Regions from separate parts of the Rattus norvegicus genome. Here region 2 is linked to region 1. The links are chromatin contacts, called in public Hi-C maps. All regions are on one chromosome and are shown on one strand. Each heading gives the region's core, a stretch centred on a gene start, on an enhancer-like site or on the middle of the called end of the contact. The rest is flanking DNA. Distances are from core to core; before and after follow the strand shown.

Region 1 (2,700 bases), core at 76-2,575:
TTCAGAGCATTCCTCAGTAATGGCTCGCCTCACAGCGAGACTCTGTAGACAGAGCCCAACAATTAATTCCAGTCATCACACTTTCCCATATTGCTGCTCCAATCTCAGATTTACCAGGCCATTGCTGATGAAGACAATAAAATCCGCCTTTGATTTCTTGGCTCCCTTGTGCTCTGACATCTTGTCTAATCACAGAGACCCAGAGATCAGGTTATTGGTAACCATACACAAAACAGAGCAGTCTCACAAATCATGCTTTACGGCTGCACTGTGGAAACACCCAGGTTAAAAGGTAACTGTGGTGTAACCGTATTGATTAATTGATGGAGAAAAGGTCAAACTAATCTTTATCTTGCCTGAAAGACCCTAGTTCTCCATGGCAGATGTGTTGAAATGGCTTCTGTAGAAAAAGATAAAAAGAAAATTGAACGCTTCGTACAAAGCAAGTAGGGGAAATTCTGTTAAATTATCACTCAGGTAAAGGTCAGTAAAGGAGCTCTAATGCAAAGAGAACTGGAAAATACTATCCAACAGTCCGAGAGAATTCAAGCACCACAATGGCCAAGACATGCAAGTAATTTAGATTTCCTTTTATTTGTAGTAGGTTCTGTTGGAAACGTCTTCACCAGTGAGACAGCCAGCAAAGGGCCACGAGTCAAGCAGTCACACTGGATAAGCAGAGCCCCCAGGCAACCAGAAACAGTCTTGTACTCTCCTGTTCCCCAAAGACCTGGAACACTTACAGCAATAGACCTGAGGTTGTCTTCAAGTCCTGATCTGTTGCGGAAGAGACATCACCTCTCACAAGATGGCAGCATCGCCAGGGCATGATGGGAGAGCAGAACCACCGCTTATCTTACCCAACCTTCCTTCTTTTGGCCCAAGAGAAAGTATGAAGGTTTGACAGCTGAAATGTATAAAAAGACACATTGAGGAAACAGACACAAATGAAAAAATTAAAGAGTAAATCCATGCGCTGGAAAGGAAACATGTCTAGGCATTGCGGGGGCAGAGGGCTGAGCAAAGGGCTGTGCTGGCTGCTGGAAAGAAAGGTTGTGCTTTAGAACTGAAGTGTGAGTAGACATGAGAGTGAGTTTTGGAGACGGTCTTTTTATATTCATGCCTCAAAGGCCAAAAGTATCTATGTCTGTAGTCACAGTTTCAGGGCTTACTATGGAAAACGCTTACTTACTTTTGGCACTTTGGGGTGCCTGTACAGTTGAGAAAGTCTTCCGTTTTGCGGGCTTGCCCAGTCACTGCTGCTGAGGTGCCTGGAGCAAACAGCTATAGATGGCAGTGGATCTGCCTCATGTAAGTGCTGTCACTTGGCCCTTGGCAGACTGCAAGGAAGTCTGGGCAGTGTGCCATTAAAAAGTGGCGTGTCTAGGTTTACCATAGAACACAAGGGATTTGGGGTTTCATAGGAAAAATTCCAACTTCATGGTTAAATGTCTGAGGGAGTTACCAGAGGGATTTTGGAGAACTTTATTATCTTTTTCTTATTGCTATCTGGGGACTCAAAACTTCTTTGATTTGACTCTGCATGCTCTATGGGTATGAACTATCTATCTATGTAGGCTACCTGTCTGGAATCATTTTCTCATGGAGAAGTTTATCTTTTCACATACGGACCATGGATTCTTTCTTCTGCAAAGGGAGAAAAATTGAAATAATAAACAAAAGTAGAAAAGGAATAAAAATGGAAACAAGATGTGCTTCCTTATTAAGTGTATACATTTTTAGCCTAATTCCAATGTTGTTAGCAATAAGTGCATGCAGACATTAGTCATAATTTGCACTAATTTCTATGTAAAGTGCATGATCTAACCTTAGCATCACCATCATTGGGATTCTGATAGTTTATATAAGACCAATCTTACATTTCCATCATATTTGCTTAAATAGATGTTAATAGATGGTAATGATATGCTTTTCATTTGGATAGTTCTTACCCCAGAATGATTTAATATTCACATGTCTAATAGGTTGCCCATAGCTATTGATCATCTGGATCAGAGTTCAATTTGAGTTGCTGCTGGTTAGATTAGAAATTGCCATCGTGGTGAAAGATAAATTGCAAGGTCTTTGCAGATTAGTTCTGTGTTCGGATTAGATATGATTTCAGGCACTTCGAAGGAGGAGCCTTCTGGTGGTGTCACTGTGGGGTCTGTCTGAGGACATACCCAGAGATCCTCCAGAACACCTTTGCCACTGGATCAGTGAGGTGAGATTTATAGGATGTGGCATTTTATTACACATGGAGATAGTGACAAACACTCATAAATTGTGAGTGAATAATAGTTCTAGGGACCAAAGACACAAAAAGGGGCATAGTTTGTAAATATAAATTCTGTTGTAATAAAGTGCTGTGCTATTAAAAGAGGATATTTAATAGATGGCTATTTGGTTGGGTTTGGTTTGCACTAGAGGGCATCTAAAGGAATGTTAATTTAGATGGAAGAGACCTCCGGTGAGGCAATATTAAAAGTATTTTAGATTTGATCAAAAAGTTGTTTGACTCTTCTTCTTGAGGTGGACTCAAATTCTATCTAGCTAAGCCTGGCGCTGAGTTCTTAATCCTCCTGCCTCAACCTTCTGAGTGCCAGAGTTAAAGGAATGTGACATCGTATTTAGCTGAAAAATCAAATTGTGAAATAAATATATTTGTATTATACAAAATTTGGAAAATTGAGAAAACTT
Region 2 (2,700 bases), core at 180-2,679, 210 kb after region 1:
CCAGTGGAGGTACCATTACCAGTGGCTAAAGCAATTGTGATACACATTACACCATGCAGTTTCATTAAAAAAAAAGACAGAAAAGAAATTGTCTTTTATAGGAAAACTGATAGTATTGGATATTATCATGTTATAAACAAAGTAAGCCAGACCCGGAAAGACAAATAATCCAGGTTTTCTCACGTACTGAAAATTATGTTTAAAGGTATGAAAGTAGAAGCAGGATTATTTGGAAAGAGGATGGGAACCAGCAGGAGAGGGTAGGCGAGACAAGGGATAGCAATAGAATGCTGATTACCATTAGAGACCACGATAGATGTGTGTGGAAACACCAGGACGAAAGCTCTGTGTGCATAAATATGCTAATAATATATGTATACACCGAGAGAAAAATTAAAGATATGAAAATAGACGGATCTACTTGGGAAAGGGGGGAGAAGCAGTAGGAGGGGGGAGGGAACTGGAGAGTGGTTGATGAGTATGACCAAAATACATTATATGTATGTCATGAAAACCTCACAGTGAAAGCTAGGGCTTTGTACAATATACGCTGATAAAATGTCAAAAGAAGCCTTTTCTGAGCTTCTCAAAAGCAATTTTTCCTATCATCTTCCCAAAGAGCGTTGAATTTCATAGCATTTTAATAAAGTAAGAAGAATTACTATTCAGAAACACAAGAACAGGTACTTTATGAGCAATATTTGCCCTGTTTTAAAAATGCACATTGATGGTGGATCTAAAGGGGTCCGTTTAGATCTTTCTACATGTAGATGTGGTTCACATCTACTTATCAGATGCTGTCACCCTTCTGGCACCTCCCCATGACCTCACCTCTGCACCATCCCAATCCCTAGCAATCACTAAGGCCTTTCCTTCTGGCTTCTGGTTCTTACCAGTGAGAATGAACACGGGAAAACACGCGGCTTGTTTATTTCTAGCTGATTTCCTTGAGGCTTTTCTCTGTTTTGTGGAAAATAGCAGCATTCTTCCTCTGTAGCTCATTAATACCCCATTAGGCACATGTACCACACTTTCTTTATCCACTTATCTGTGCATAGGTACCTAGGCTCGATTTGTATCTTGGCTGTTGTGAATGACGCCGCAGTTACCACAGGCATTCGAGTACCCCATTCGAACGTCTATTTCATCTTATTTGACTATATACCAAATAGAGCTTTTCACTTCAAAAGAATCACCAATCTATTCCATCACAGTGGAATAGTCATTCACAATGGAGCTCAGATCCCATAGTCTCTATGTTCACAGCTATCAAGAATCGTCGCTTGAAGAAGCCTGCTACCTTTTTAAAACAAGTCTTCTGAAAATGGAAGTGGATGCTACCCTTTTTCTCTAAAGGGAGAGGTAATGAATATTTTAGGCTTGGTGACTCAGACTCTTGCACAGCCTGAGAGTCATCACAGAGCATACCTAAACAAATGGATGTGGCCTTGTGTCAACACACCCTCACTAACAAAACAGACCAGAGGTTGCCCTGAGATCAGGGGTTGCAATTTACCAACCCAGTTAATTCCAAAATGTGGAGGGCGTCAGGCACAAAACGTAGCTTTGGTATGGCTACAATTTGAAATCATCGTTGTCACGCTCCTAATTATCATTTCTTCACAGGATAATCACACTTGACTTTATGTCCATCATTGGTACTGCGTATAAAAAGGCAAGCATTTTTTTCTCTAAGGACATAGTGCACTTCCCAGGACTGCTTGTGGGAAAGTCTTGATTGAGTCTGTTTATTTACTGATTGCACCAGTCCTTCCAGCAGGTGGGGGAAATGTCTGCTCAGCTAGACAAGACTAGTTAAGGCAGCAGAGTTGGCAGGTGTTTAAAGCTTTTAAACCCAGGGCCCATGGGGAGTGGGTGAGCCTTTTCCTCTGCACCTGTGGCCTGCTGGCAGCCTCATTCCGCCCACTGTCTTTCATGTGCCAGCTCTAGGAGGCAAAGTGCACGTGTTGTGACATCCTGCTAGCTCCCACTTCCCCCGCCTCTTGTGAAATCAGCTGTGTGTGGTGTGGAATACAGAGTGTGAACAAAACCAGCGGGCCCTTTCAGTTTGTAACTGTGAAGAGCGATGCTGGACTTGCCTGTGCCTCACATATCACTCAGTGGCTCTGTTGTTCAATAGGATTGCAAGCCAAGAGCCTGTGACACAGTCTGGGAGAACACCAACCCTTGCTCTTAGTTCTCGTGGGCCTGTTGTCTACTTACTATCCCATATTAGTTCTGGAGTGTGGACCATCATCCTCTTTCTCCCTTGTGGCTAGTGGGATTCCAGAATCATCTTTTCTTTAACCTCTCCTCCACACCACAGACCTTTGGAAAATACGATTCTCTTCATACCAGAAATGGTTAAAACGTCTCCCCCAACCCCTCATTGCTTGTAGGAGGAAGTCAAATCATTTTTGTAATATTCTTTTCTGAGAATGGCAAACTTCTGGAGTCCTGGTGGTGCCCAACCACTCCTAGGCTCCAGGACCCCACTGTGCTTGCATTCAACTACTCTCCCTCTACCTCCTCCCAGGGAGCCTTAAAACATACTCATTGGTCTATTGGGACTCTATTCTTAGCCTCCTTAGCAGGACCCCTTCAGCAGCTGCCTCAATTCCTTTCCACACAGAAAGTGCTGAAGCAGGGACAGAACCTTCTGCAAAAGTTATGGGAGGAGGTATCTATTATCAAGTTTAT

What was found. A called contact is a pair of places that touch in the nucleus more often than the background predicts.
Region 2: a contact with region 1 is called in a Hi-C map of liver, with 5 times the contacts expected there. The contact joins two enhancer-like sites. A contact is called at or near these places in 2 of 12 Hi-C or Micro-C datasets (kidney and liver).

What each region holds. Positions count from the first base shown.
Region 1 is chr3:55,236,541-55,239,240 of GRCr8, forward strand. No RefSeq gene overlaps it. Among named protein-coding and RNA genes, the nearest start is that of Mmadhc, 100 kb to the left of the region's middle. Within about 2 kb of position 1,326, at least 5 of the 93 cell types and tissues checked have an H3K27ac peak or open chromatin away from gene starts, as enhancers often do. A contact at or near this core is called in liver, where this site is marked.
Region 2 is chr3:55,448,777-55,451,476 of GRCr8, forward strand. No RefSeq gene overlaps it. Among named protein-coding and RNA genes, the nearest start is that of Mmadhc, 310 kb to the left of the region's middle. Within about 2 kb of position 1,430, at least 4 of the 93 cell types and tissues checked have an H3K27ac peak or open chromatin away from gene starts, as enhancers often do. A contact at or near this core is called in liver, where this site is marked.